Linked DNA regions of Mus musculus: all the other regions are linked to region 1. The links are chromatin contacts, called in public HiCAR-type and promoter capture Hi-C maps. All regions are on one chromosome and are shown on one strand. The core of a region is the stretch at or near the end of the contact, and the rest is flanking DNA. Distances in the headings are between cores, read along the strand shown.

What was found. Promoter capture Hi-C pulls out the DNA fragments that hold promoters and counts their contacts. HiCAR-type assays count read pairs that join an accessible place to other places.
Region 2: a HiCAR-type map of kidney shows a contact between it and region 1, with 4 times the contacts expected there. The contact joins the enhancer-like site here to the promoter of Bhmt in region 1. A contact is called at or near these places in 11 of 39 promoter capture datasets (the 3T3-L1 cell line, the HPC-7 cell line, cranial neural crest and 5 more), 1 of 484 Hi-C or Micro-C datasets (Th2 cells), 2 of 115 datasets of contacts at active chromatin or transcription factors (embryonic stem cells and kidney) and 2 of 9 other capture datasets (adipose tissue and liver).
Region 3: a contact with region 1 is called in a promoter capture Hi-C map of embryonic stem cells, with 2.9 times the contacts expected there. The contact joins the promoter of Cmya5 here to the promoter of Bhmt in region 1. A contact is called at or near these places in 4 of 39 promoter capture datasets (cranial neural crest, embryonic stem cells, maxillary cranial neural crest and 1 more) and 2 of 9 other capture datasets (adipose tissue and embryonic stem cells).

The regions. Positions count from the first base shown.
Region 1 is chr13:93,635,647-93,640,537 of GRCm38.p6, forward strand. Bhmt (betaine-homocysteine methyltransferase) reads right to left here and starts at 2,112. Exons shown (of 8, transcript NM_016668.3): 1 at 1,818-2,112. The coding sequence starts at 1,850.
Region 2 is chr13:93,340,166-93,345,139 of GRCm38.p6, forward strand. Homer1 (homer scaffolding protein 1) reads left to right here. Exons shown (of 10, transcript NM_147176.4): 2 at 1,591-1,747. Among named protein-coding and RNA genes, the nearest start is that of Homer1, 39 kb to the left of the region's middle. Within about 2 kb of position 2,671, at least 27 of the 459 cell types and tissues checked have an H3K27ac peak or open chromatin away from gene starts, as enhancers often do. A contact at or near this core is called in the HPC-7 cell line, kidney and liver, where this site is marked.
Region 3 is chr13:93,143,034-93,147,604 of GRCm38.p6, forward strand. It overlaps Cmya5 (cardiomyopathy associated 5), which reads right to left and starts at 1,691. Exons shown (of 13, transcript NM_023821.3): 1 at 1,325-1,691. The coding sequence starts at 1,473. It overlaps Tent2 (terminal nucleotidyltransferase 2), which reads right to left. Exons shown (of 15, transcript NM_133905.3): 15 at 2,822-4,571. The coding sequence ends at 4,558.

The DNA.
Region 1 (4,891 bases), core at 862-3,361:
TACACTTAGATTCTACTAGCTTTTAATTCCCTAAATCTCAGAATTTTTTTTGTTTGTTTCTAAATTAAACAGTGGGATGCACTATGAAAAGCTTTGTGTGTGTGTGTATGTAAATTATTAAAAGAACATATTTAACATCAGCTTATTCTTTTAAAGCATATATTTGCCTGGACAACTAGCAGAATGTATATCAAAATGTTGCAGATGCTGTTCTTTTTATTTTATCCAGATTTTATTTTGCAATTAATAAGTGTCCTTGTCATATCTTTTAAATGCATACTATAGCCCTAGGTTTTTTTAATTTTTTTTTTTTTTTTTGGTTTTTTTGAGACAGGGTTTCTCTGTATAGCTGTAGCCCTCGTTTTTGTTTGTTTGTTTGTTTGTTTTTCGAGACAGGGTTTCCCTGTGTAGCCCTGGCTGTCCTGGAACTCACTTTGTAGACCAGGCTGGCCTTGAACTCAGAAATCCACCAGTCTCTGCCTCCCAAGTGCTAGGATTAAAGGTGTGCGCCACTACGCCCGGCCTAGCCCTCGTTTTTTAACATTTATATGGAAACAGAGGTATTGGGGAGGTGCCCTTATGCCACTCAATTCTGTTCTTGATAATTCTCTAAAAATTCCCCCATCTTGCCCCTCCCCCCACTGTATTGTGTTTTCAGACATTGTAGCACTGTGTAGCCTAGACTGGTCTTGAACTCTGAACCTCTTGCCTCTTTCTCCTGAGTGCTGGGATTTCATCCATGCCCCATCAGCCCCTAGTAGAGAGGCTGGTGACATTTGTAAACTTGAATTTGGGAAGTGGATTAGAATCCATGGTTTTACAAATGGGATCAAAGAAGAGGTGTGTGTGTGTGTGTGTGTGGTGTGATAAGCCATCTTTGTAGTCTTCAGGGGACATCATTTAGTAAATCTATGGACTGGCAGTAATTGAAACCTTACTTGACTCACATACCCTTCTCACACACTGGCATGAAGTCTCCCTCAGGGGCATGGTGTTTACATTTTAACAGGGTTAGCTTTCTTCCTCCCCCTCCCATAGATGTCTTTTTGAATTGGTGTTTGTCCCTTTACAAACTGGGCACACTCAGGTGGTTCCCCAGCAGGGGAGAACTGAGGGTTATGGTCAGCCTGGCTCCATCTGTCTCCCAGCCACCTCCTGAGGTCTTGTGTGCCTGGGTTTGATATCAGATCCAAGTATATTATCCCCATCTATGCCTACATCCCCTAACACAGAAGGTCAGATTTGGACTGACCTCCTGGGTCCAGCAGGCATTTTGTTTTTTTAGAATTCTGTGAACAGTCCTTCCTCAGCGTCTTAAAACCATTCTACTTATTTGTTTCTGAAACCGTAAGGCAATCGGGCCGGCTCTGCAGCTGCCTGCCCCTCCTGCACCCGGCAAGCCACCAGCCAGAGCCAACTCCCACTGTGGGAAATTGCACCCCTGGATCCATGAGCAGCTTCTCTGGGATATTTCTCTGGTCTTTAGGGGTGCTGCACTCATGAAGGGTTGAGTCTGATGGGCTGAAGGGAGCACCCTGACATCCAAAGTGGCTGTCTTGTGCCTTGTGTCACTCCACAGATAGGTCCAAGGTGGAGCCAGAAGTGCAGGAGGGCCAGAGACCATATAGAATACACTATTGTTAGAAGAAACCCCCAGTCAGAACTCAAAGTTCTGAGTGCCCCTTTTGACCTAACACTGCCAACTAGAAGGATGCTGGGCCACAGCCAGGCTCCAAGCACCTCTCTGCGCTTGCTGACATTGGGGGTACCCAGCTGATGGTGTATTGAGAGCTCTCTCCGGCTCCCTGCACACTCACCTTCTTGGCCTTCTTGCCAGCAACTGGTGCCATCTTTCCGGTGTAGTGAGTGGCGCTGAACACAGCTGCGGATTGGAGGGTAGCTGTTCCCAGCAAAGTCTGTGCTGCTGGGCCGCTGCTGGTCTCTTTATACAGCAGCTAGAGTTCCCTAGCCTTGGCCAGGTCCAACACATGGCCTCAGGCAGGGAACACGCCCACCAGCCTTTGAATTAGGCCAGGGGCTAGCTGGGAAGCTGCCTGTGGGAGGAGAAGTCGAGATTGGTCTCCTAGATGGGTGGAAACGCGAAGTTAAGATAAGAAAAAAATACTGAGGTCGCTGCTAGCTCGTCTGCACACTGACCTTTGTCCAATAGCAGGCCTCTGACCTTGATCTGGGGTCAGGTATCCATGACCCACTTAAGCTGCCAGACCATACCCCCAAGAATTCCACTCAGTGACCAAATATTTGACAAAGGCGAAGATACAAGATCATTGCATGAGGATGCGATGCCCGGCAAGAACTTGGCACAGAGTGTAAACTGCATGACCTACATCTGGCACAAGTAACATAACTTGCCCTTTGCAGAAGCGCTCAGTGCCAATCCTCCAAGTAGTGGGTTTGTTCTCAGTGACCTTACAGGCAGGCTTTTGGCGGTTTCTGGTAACCGTGGCACCATCTAACAAGCACAGTGTCTAACAAGTAAAAGGCAAAATGGAAAAGATCCTGAAGATCTTAAAGCTCCACATGAAAAACCAAAGCGAAGCAAACCCCAGAGGAACCAGAAGCAGCCTCCAGTGCAGTGGAGCGCAGCGGACTGCTGATGTAAAAAGGTGTTTAACCTTTGGCGATTCATGATAATTCCCTAAATATTTAAAAAAAAAACACGATGATATAAAAACACTAGAGATCTCACCTACAAAAACTGCCCAACATATTAGTAAATACTTAAAGACAACAAATAAGCACTGGAGGCTATTTTCCTCCTGCGGAACAATGGTCTCAATTGCACACATGCAGAAGAAATTACAGTAGCAGACAACACATTGGTAAAAGTTTAAAGTGATGTATGAATGATATACAATGAGACAGCTTTTTTACAAGTCCATTTCCCTCTGATAAATATGTAAAAACTTAAAAATGGAAAAAAAGAGAGAAAAGATATATTGAAATTAATTCAAGTGACAGACAATATTTTACTGCCCCTCCCGCCACCCCCATCCATCAACCCTATACACTATCAGGAGTCTGGAAGAACGAGGTACATTCACAGTACATTAATGCCATCTTTGGCAGGGTCCACATCTTCCCCCACTAATGTCCTGGAGAAGCTAAGTAAGTAATAGTTAATGAATGCCCTTGCTGTCTATAGCAGTAATAGCCGATATTGGTGCACTACACTGGGGACTCCAGGCACTAGAGGGCTTTACCTGGGTTTACACACATATCCAGACCCTACAAAACAGTGGGGATTTTAAACTAGTAGCTTTGGGCTAGAAGGATAGCTCAGTGGTTACGAGCACTAGCGGTTCTTCCAGAGGACTCGGGTTTGATACCCAGCACTCACATGGCAGCTCACAACTGTCTGCAACTCCAGTTCCAGGGGATCTGATATCCTCCCCTCACACAGACATATATGCAGGCAAAATGGCAATGCACAAACAAACAAAACCTAGTAGATTTAAATTGGAAACAAATCATGAAGTTTTAGTAAATAATATAATCATACAGCAATTAAAAAAAAAAAAGATTGTCCTAGCTGCTGTTGCAAATTCAAGTCCTTGCTCTGGATAAAACCATCTTTAAAAAAAAAAGAAGACTTAGAATTATGTATATGAGCATGCATGTGTGCACACAAGTGCAGGTGACCGTGAAGAACCAGTCACATATCAGATGCCCTGGAGCTTTAGAGAATCCAAGCCAAGTCCTCTGGAAAAGCAGGGGGTGCTCTTCCCTGCTGAGCCATCTTTCCTAGCCCAGGAAATAACTACTCTGATCAGCCCACCAACTTTCTGGGGAAATGCTATGTCCATTTCAGAATAAGCATGTTTATTAGAATTCGTATGTGAATGTGGGGATTCTTTGTTCTCTGAATGCTCACTGACTTCTCCTTTCCCCACATGATTCATAGGCAGCTGCTGAAAGATTTTTATACCTTTTCTTCCAGCCCTCAACTAGGTCTATGGAAATGCCATCCACCTGCCGTTTCCACGCTGGATACTAAACCCACAGTTTGCTGAGTGCTATGGTGCCCAGGCATCAGATGTGTCTTCTCCAGGTTGTTATTTATTTCCCCACAGGGCTGTGCATCCCTACAGGCAGATGGGAAGAACTCTTACAATCAGCACATCTCCAGTTCCTTTGCCCTGATCCCAAAGAACTAAGTCCATGGCAGCATGCTCTGTAATAGGCAGGTCTTGGGAGAATGCCTGTGTTCTTTGATCTCTGCTTCCACAACGAGACAAGATGAGGGAGGTCAAATGGTTGAAGTCCTTGCCTAGTGCAAAATGTTCAGAGTTAAAAATAAATCCCAAGAGAGAGGAGGGTTCGATCTGGAAATTTAATTCCTGAGTTTCATAACCTCAAAAAGAGAGATTATTGTTCTGGCTTTGATCTGCCCAGAACCTCAGAAACATTTATTAAATCCCACTTGGCAAACATGAAGGCCTGTAAGGCGGGGATTTTCGACACTGTGCATGGAGCTAGAGATGAAGAACACCCCCTTCTTTGTGTACCCCAAAGAGGAAGTAGACAGTGTCCCTCATCAATGTTAATGACCTTCTTATCAATATGTAGGTGGCAAATGTCGGGGGCCTTCATCTCCGGTTTAGTTGGGATTTCCTTTTAAATGGAGTAGGGGCTGAGGTGTAGTTACATGGCACAGTGCTTGCCTTGCATGCATCAAGGAAGCTCTGGATTTGACCTCAAGTGACTCTTAGAAAAATAAATGAATGACTGAATAAATGAAGCAATTAAATGTGAAACTGACTTTTCTCAGATCTTTTAAAACTATTATTATAAACCATGAGTCTCTGAGCTCTAAACTATTGAAGATGCTTTGTATTTTAATACAGGGTTTAGTAACATTTGACACCTG
Region 2 (4,974 bases), core at 1,421-3,920, 290 kb before region 1:
AATGGAAGGACTTCTTGACTTTATAGTCTAGTCTACGGTATATCCTACTAGTCATAACAACCAGGATCTGTAAAGGTTCTAGGAATACCTAATTAGCAAATGGTGAACTTTTGCTCCTAGGGAATATTATGTCATGTTTCTATAAGCCTCTCATCACATTTTTATAAACCAGTCAGTTCATAACATTGTTTCACATACAGTTCTCACACGTCTGTCTGTCTGTCTGTCTTTCTTTCTTTCACTTTCTCTTTCTTTCTCTCTCTCTTTTCTTTCTTTCTTTCTTCTTTTCTTTTCTTTTCTTTTCTTTTCTTTTCTTTTCTTTTCTTTTCTTTTCTTTTCTTTCTTTCTTTCTTCTTCCCTTCCCTTCCCTTCCCTCCCCTCCCCTCCCCTCCCCTTCCCTTCCCTTCTCTCTTTCTTTATTTTCTCTTTCTTTCTTTCTTTCTTTTTTCTATCAATCTATCTAATTTATTTATAGACATGGTCTCTCATTATGTTTGCAGCTCAGTTTGGACTTGAGCTTAAAGATTCCATGTCTCTGCTTCCTAAATGCTGGGAGCACAACACCCAGTTGATGTGTGCTTTCATTTATTATTGTTGCTGCTTTAACATTGAACACGTGACCAATTATAGTATGAGTTATGCCTGAGTCAAGCTTATCTAACACACTTTTCTCCATAAGGCACATTAACTTTCCACCATGAGTATGTAGCACTTAGAAGCACTTCAACATTTTGCTGAGGGGCCATTTTAAGCAGTGAAAGCATCTACAATGGCACAGAAATGCAAAAAAAAAAAAAAAAAAAAAAAAAAAGCTAAACAAACCACTAAAAAGACAGCTGCTTGTATAGTCTGAGTGCTGAAACAAGATGGCAGTATTGTCTTGTTCATCTTCTGGTGGAAAGTATAGGCTAGGTGAGTCCCGTTTCCCAGTGTTCTGTGTATACAGCAAAAACTTAAAAAAAAAAAAGCCACAAGTTCTTACTTGACTATTAAGTTTGGTTCTTCACTGCTTTGATAAAACAATAACCAAAAGCAGCTTGGGGGAGGAAGTGGTTTATTTGGCTTAGTGCTTACAGTTCATTATTGAGGAAAGCCTGGACGGGACCTGAAGCAGGACCTGAAGCAGGACTTACAGATGAACATTGCGACTGCCTTGCCTAGCTTACTTTCTGACACAACCCACAACCACCTGTTCAAAGGTGGCATGGCCAACATTGAGCTGGACACCCCCTGCCCCATGAATCCTTAATCAAAAAATATTCCTCAGAGACTGCATCCAAAAGCCAATTCAATGCATGCAATTCCTGAGTTGAGGTTTCCTCTTCAGGTGACTCTAGTGGTGTCGAGTTGACAGAAGCCTGCAGAGTTACTGATGACGTTAGTGGGTAACTGAATTCATGTGTACAGAATCTCTGAGTAGCAAGAATCGGGTGTAATTGTTTTAACAAAGTTTATATTGGACTACTTACACTTCATACTGGAAAGAAAGATTATTTTATTTGCGGATATATGTAAGTTTCTCGTTAATGTAGTCACTTGTATAGCTTTTATGTTCACTTGTCTAATGAAGTAAAACTGTTCTTTCCTCAGGGAGCAACCTATCTTCAGCACTCGAGCTCATGTCTTCCAGATTGACCCGAACACAAAGAAGAACTGGGTACCCACCAGCAAGCATGCAGTTACTGTATCTTATTTTTATGACAGCACAAGAAATGTGTATAGGATAATCAGTTTAGATGGCTCAAAGGTAAGCTACATTTACTTCAAATAATCTTACTCTCTTGCTTTGTACAACATAGAAGTTCAGTTTCATTCATATTTCTGTTTTCATTAAAATATTTCTTCTAGACTTTTTGAAGCTTAACTTTAGAAAACAAAAAGTGATTATTCTTAGAGTAATAGCATTTTCCCCTCAAGTTATTTGTAGAAACTAACTCCCTTATTATATTGAGTTATATGAAGCAACATAGTCTTCAGCTTTATGATGGGTTAGTTTATTTAATGAACATCCCTGGCATCTCTGTTTTGTATTAATGTTAAATGATAAGAAAATTTCTGTCAGTCACTGTTTCATTATTAGAACAGTACCAGCTATCAGAAAGGCATTTATTTAGCTTTACAGTTTGAAGGCTAACAATCCAAAGGATATATAGCCCTAGCTCCCTGATCTTCTCTTGGTTGCAGCACTGTATGACTTGATAATATTAACTAACGTATGGGTTAGCAAGTAATTACATTCAGAGCCGGTGGAGCTGAGTGGGGTCAGGCCTGCTGTCTTTATGACAGTCCATGCAGTAGAATTGAAGGAGTTCTTAAGAGTTACCCTCCTACAGCATATTTCCACTGTCCTGATTACCTACCTCTAGGTCCTGCACGTACTTGAATGTTCTAGAATACCTTCAGATCACAGAATCAGGGGGCAGGGAGCTAAGGACCTGGGTTTGGATCCCAACACCCACACAGAATCTCTAGGTCCGGGATCTGACACCCCTTTCTGATCTCTGCAGGCACCAGGCACACACGTGGCAAAATACTCATAAACATTAAGTAAATAAATCCAAAACAACAACAACAAAGATCCTTTAGGAAAACACAGTTAAAGGATAACTAACTTGGAGCTGTGAGGCCTTTCCCTGTCAGTTCAGTGCAGAAGTTAGGAGCAGAGTAGAACCTCACCGCCTCATTGGACTTTGTGCTGCTTCCAGTTTGCTAGCCATGCAGCCTTGCACAAGCTATTTAACTTCTGTGCGTCTGTTTTTCACATGTAAAAACGATTGTTATCCAGATAATTAGTCTGTCTTTTCACTGTTATGTGAATGACTCAAAAGACTTAAGATGATGATAGTTAATTTCTGTGAAGTGTTATTTAATGAAGAATAACTGCTCATAAATGTTTGGCTTAGTGAAATACAATGGATATTAACTATTACCTCAGGCTTTGGACTGCTAATTTATTTTCCCTCCTTGAACTTTCAGTTTCTGTAATTTACCGTATCCAAAGTACAAATATAATGTGCTCTTACTAGATAGGGTTTAAAAGGTGGAAATACAGGTCAGCTGAAGCAGTCCATGTTTAGGAGGAGAATTTGCATTGAATTAAATGCATTTCAGTGTTTTCAAGTCTTTTCTGCTGTCTCACGTCCATCCCTTTGTTTTTAAATTGTGTTAGAAAGCCCAGTGAACCCTAAGAAGAAACTGTTCAGTTATTCTTTTGTGCGTGCGCGCGTGCATGTATGCACACACCCACTTGAATTATACACATGAACACATGAAGCTGTTCGTTTTGTCTTTTTTTTCTTTTTTGGTGACAGGTTCTCACTATTTAGCTCCATCTGGCACTAAAAATTTTCTTTTAAAAAAGTTCTTAGTTATGTCCTAAACAAAAAAATCTAAGAAATAAAAATTTCAAGCATAAGATTCTTTAACATTTTTTTTCAGTGATTCAGTGGTTAATAATACAGAAACGAGGAAAGGTTCAGAGTTTAGATTAGAATAGATCTCTTTAACAAGTCACAAAAAAGTTATTTTGAAGTGGTTGAAATGAGCACCAATGTCCACCAGCACATTGGTTAGTCCTTCTTGTTGCTTATGAAATGTATTATCACCACGTCTTTTAGAGTTAGTGGGGTCTGATGCCAACATTCCCTTTTCACCTTTTTTAACACTTGGGCCTCTCCTCAAATGTTTCTTGGAGAACACTGAAGGGCCACTAACGTCCTTTTAGGGACTCCACAAGTATTAGCATGCTCTGACGTTCCTCTGTTAGCTATTACTTTACTTCGTCCCAACCAGCTCTGTGACCACATTGCCTCTCTTACTGTTGTGTCTCAGAATTGAGCTTGGTAGCCAGTAGGTCCTTAGAGAACATCAGAGAAGTCTTGATCCATTGTTGTTTGTTGATAATCTTTATTTTTAGTCTGTTTAAAACACTTTAAGATTATTTTTATATACATATATATGTATGTGTATATATATATATGCACACACATATACACACATATATACATACACACACATACATACATATACACACACATACATATACATACACACATATAATGTTTGCCCACACATATAATGTTTGCCTGCATGTATGCATGTGTACCATGAGCATGCTTGGTGCCTGAAAAGGACAAAGGAAAGCATTAGATCCCGGAGTTAGATGGTTCTAAGCTACCATGTGAGTGCTAGGAATTACATCCAGGTCCTCTGCAAGAGCAACAGATGCTTCAAACCACTGACCCACTTCTCCAGTGCCTAGTCTTATTTGATGACGATTCCACAAGTCAAAATCTTTGTTAGCTATGCTTTACATACTCAAAATGGTATGCTGGTAGAAGCTGTTTTGAACCAAATGGTGAGGAAGGTTTATAAATATATAAGTTTTGTACAAAGATAAAAGTTCTCTTATGTAGCTATAGATAACACATCTGTTTCCTGTGAGAAAGAAATGAGCCAGTTTCTGTTGTGCCATCTTCTTCTCCTTAGTAGGGCATATGTCCTTGTTGAAAGTTCATCAACACCTGATAGTTCATACATATTTTATATTTGTGGTGGTTTTTACTTGGTAAACATTTTTTCATAAAATGCTGAATTTTCATTCCACATTTACCAGTGTGCTAGATAACAAGTTCTGAATTTGACATGTATGCTTTTGTTATTGGTGGAAAGAAATTTCTTAATTTTAGGGAGCATTAGTCCACTCAACTAAAAATAATCCTTTTTCCAGCACTGGCAGAGAACATAGTTAATAATATGTTATAATACCTGAAATATGTTATGATCTCCAGACTTAATCTTTAATCATTAACATGAAATGCTACTTTTTCTAAGGAACAATGTGAAATAGAAATGATATTGCTAACAATCTGTCATTTTATAAGAAAGGAAATGAAAATATTTCTTAGGAGTTTATTTTTTCCAATAGTAGGAAAAAAAAACCTGCTACATAATTGTAAGTCTTTTCTGAATGAA
Region 3 (4,571 bases), core at 441-2,940, 490 kb before region 1:
TAGTTGCTTCAAGATTTCCAGCTGATGGTTTTCTGCAATTGGCGGTACCCTATACATGTACACGGGACTACATGTATACGCATGTGGAGACCAATCCCTCATGTACAGTTTACCTTAAAAAGAAAAAGCCATCACCACCAGCCTGGAACTCACTGACAGCACAGTGAGCCTCAGGGATTCTGTCTCCATCTCCCTAACAGAGATAACAAGCACAAGCCACAGTGCTGGGCTTTCCGCCAGTACTGCAGGTATTGACCATAGGAACTGGGGATTAAGCTCCAGTCCTTGAGCTCACAAGGCAAGCACCTTACCAGCGGAGCCATCTCCCCAGCCTTCAATGCCACTCTTGGGCTACTCCAACTTGAACAATTCTGGTCTTGGTTGGGCATTCTGAAATGATAAACCATCACTTGCCACCCCCAAAGCCTTTTGATAGGACCACCCAGGAAGAGATACCATTGATGACATGCTTACGATTAAACAAAACATCCATACTACTATTGTCATTTTAGGGCTGGATGAAAAGGGACAAAGTAGAGACAAAGTAGAAAGCCTTAATGCGTGCACACACACACACACACACACACACACACACACACGTATGTATGTATATAGTATTACTTAATCTCATTCGCCTTATTGATAGATATTTAGGACCAGAACGACTTTTAGGACAGACGTTGCTAAAACATCACCCAGGAGAGCCCAGCTGGCCTGGAAATCAGTCTTCCTGCTTCTGCCTTTCTATTATTGGAATCACAAGGGCAGGCCAGCCACACCTGGCCTTCATGATTCTTCCCTCTAAGGAGTGTATGGGATGTTTGCACCAAAATAGCTTCCATACAGCAAACTAGCCCAGCGCTAGAACTCTAGGAGGCTGCCATACCTTTGAAGGTAATGGACAGAGCCTTCTGACTCCAGACCCTTCCCCAAGCTCAGGCAGGCAAGATTGATCCAGGGCGGGGAGCCAGAGGCAAGTATTCCAGCACAGTTTTGCGGTTAGGCAGAACCCCAAGTAAGTCTCCAAGAATAAACGAGCAAGTCACAAGGAGCTGGGAGGCGGGGGTGGGGGAGGGGGTGGGGGCCGACTGTGAACTTTGCTGCAGGCGGACCTGTCACTCCTGCTGACAGCAAGCACCTTGCACCTTCAAGTTTTTAAAGAAGGCGGCGCGTCCCAGACAGTGTGCTTGGCTCCGGGGAAATGAACTTCTGAGGTTGGAAAGGGAAAGGAAAAGGTTGGGGGGGGGGGGGTGGCCACTGGCCCGGCGGGACACCTGTGGAGTGGACAGCTTTGTTAGGTCCGGGCGGTTCCCGCTCAGGCTACCTGGCGTCGGGCTCCTCCTCCGACTCGGCCGCCGTCTCCTCCCCCTCGCCCTCCGACTCCTCCTCCGTCTCCAGCTCCTGGGCCACCTCCTCGTCTGCACCCCATCCTAGGAAGCCCTGGGCTGCGAGTCCGCTGTCGCCGCTCTCCATCGCGCCTGTCCTGGCCGGAGTCGGAGCTGCCCACGCCTCGCCCGGTGTTCTCCGTCTGACTGCACTTTGCCAGGGCCCGCGGGGCTGCTTGGGTTCCCGGCGCGCGGGGCGGGGTCGCCCCAAGCCTTTAAATAGAAGGCGTCAAGAAAGTTTCGCCACGGAGCTTCTGCGGCCCTGGCTCAGCTTCCTCTGGTTCCAGTCCCTGCCAACTTCCCCGCCCGTTTTGGCAGATCTTCAGCGGCCTTTGTGGCCAGGGCAGAAAGCAGTGTTGAGCGTCAAAAGGACCCACCAGCCCAGCCTTCCATCTAGTGGCCTGGTGGTTCTTACACTTCTAGCTGAGCTGCGGGTGCTTCGTGCCAAATGAGGCAGCATCCAGAGAAGATAACGTTATGGTTTGTAGCTAGCTTAAGGCCCCACTGCTCTTACTGTGACAATGGAAACAAACTAGCGCCCTAGGGGACTAAGATCTCATTGGATCAAGTAAAGCCAGTGCTTAACCTGTCAACCACTGCTCTAGGACGAAAGCCCAAGATCCTCATAGAGATCAAATCCTGACTAATCCACTTTTAGAAATCAGGTATTTACACAGTATCAAGTGAATTCTTTCTGCCTGAGAGGCCCACCTGTTCACTTATTCAAGATCACCACCTTTCTCTGAAATCTCCATGTTTGAACTCCTGCTCCTCTCCAGGAACTCAAAGCAGTCTTTTGAATATGATTGTTTCTGTTTGTAAGATAATGTTTCTGAAAAGGCCTAGACCTGTTTAGTACAACGGTTAGAAAGACGGCTAGATCTCCAAACCTTTATTTTAATCATCGCAGATTCTTACAATTGTTAAATGAGATGGAAACTAAGGGTATTATTCTCCAGTTACATCAGCTTGTGTGCTGTACATCGGGTCTGAGGACAGAGAGGTATAGATAGGCATCCTCTTTTACCACTGATTTTGCCAAGACCCTATTTCAAACTAACTCAAAATTTAGAATTATTTAGAGTCCACACGTCTAATACTAACAATATTTTAACAGCACATCCAAACAAAAAATGTAGTATTCACTTGAAATTGAAAAGATTTTAAGTCTCCAGCTGGGGAAATGCTCAATGGGTGGAGCACTTGCGTAGCAGACACCGGCTGTGTTTAATCCCTAGCACTGAAAAGAAATTGTAAAAAACCAAACACCTTTAGCTGATACAGCTGGACTGCCCTGAGTATATGATCTTAAGTGCTGGCTCATGGATTCCAGTATGCAGATTTCTTAAGCCTTTTGTCTATTTGTTACAACAAATAGTCTGACTAGGAGAGTGGAACCACTGAAAACAACATGGTGGCAATGCAAGAGTCCACACTACGGCAAAGTCTGAGGCTTTATTAAATGCCATAGTGCTGCAGAGTAGAACACCCGTCCCCAAGGGACTATGATTGACAAACATTACCTGAGGTCACACTGAACTGTTATACTCAATACACTCTGAGAAAGCGCTGCACAATGTGGGATAAATCTTAGAAATGTTTCCAAGAAAAAAAATCATATGTAAATTTTTTTAAACTGCATCAAAAGTACTACAGATCAGTATTCTAAAAAACTGACCCATAGAGAAAGCTCTAATCCTAATTATAACACAGAAGTAATGTGGTTCACAGGCTCCAGATGAGCTTCGTCCCAGACACTCTTCGCATTCAATAATCAAGCACGATTAGGTTCCGATCAGTTAAGATAATTACAGCCTTAATATCACAAAAACAACTGCACAGAAAAATAACACCTCAACAATGTCCAGATATAAACTTTATTCCATTTGACAGCATACAAAAATTTAAACTTAAAAAGAAAAAAGAAAATATGCACCCTTTGTAAGTCAAACAAAGTGAAAGTTTTAGTTTTTTAATTGGTCTGCAAAAAATAGTTTAGTGGTACAAATTGTACCACTGTAGGCCTACAAGAAGTTTGCAATCTTTGAAAAAGTTAAAACTGCCTTCAAGATTACTTTTTATATTTAAATGTACAATACAGGTACTGACCAATTTACAAGTATTTACATAAACTAAAAACAATCTTATTAAACAGCTTAGCTTGCATCTGAACTACTACTTTCATGTGGAAGAGAAATACTAAAAAAGATTTTTGTATAAACATTAAACTTTTATTTATAACTTTATTGTCTTATCTAAAACACTTTGTAGTGGCTTACTGCCTAAAAATTCCAGTTTAGATTATAATCCACGGAAATCTGATTCTACAAGTAGGATATAATCTCAACGTTGATGTTTCCGTTTTCTGCTGTTTCCTATCATGAGGAAAATAAAACCAGGAAAACAGGCGAAGCCACAGTGCACAGGTTCACTGTGCTATCAGAAAGCAGAAGAAACTCCATTTTTTCCAAAATATTTAAGTCAGAGACTTTCAAATAGTCCATAAACAAGTCACTAACTGTTGTTAGTGTTCCTGTTACAACAGTGCAAAATGTATTGTTTCAACACAAAATCTAAAGCAACCTCCAGAGTCTATCAAAGTCAGTTGTGAAGTGCTATAAACAGTACAGCCACCCCTCAGACAGTGTCCCAGGGAGTCGAGTGAAGACTGAAGGCAACTGTCCAGTATTTCAAGACGCCACAGTGATCGCACTGAATCAAAGATTTCATTTGCTTCAAGTAACTGAATAGCTGACTTGAATCTTTACTTGACTAGAACTGAGCTAGACTGCTGCTGCTGCTGCCAGTTATACTAAGTACTAGGATCTTTGCAAAATCCCACGTAGTTCTCAGGATAAGTATGTGGTACAAGTACTTGAGAATATATCAAAACCTTATTAGTTCAGGTAATTTCTCAAAATATATTTTATGCTGAAAAGTCATGCCATAATACTACTAAGAGATGTAAACATTTTCAAAAATACATTTTCTTAAATCAAAGAGTTTATTAGGAAATGTCATAATAAAATATGCAATCTTTATATATGTCCTTTTAAAAATAAAACATGAAAACAAGAACATTAAAAATAAACCATGATGGAGGTAAACAAAATGAATTATGATAGATCTGTTGTTCTTTATTTCTTGGAAGAATTGAAGAATTAGAGACCAGTTATCTTTTCAGGG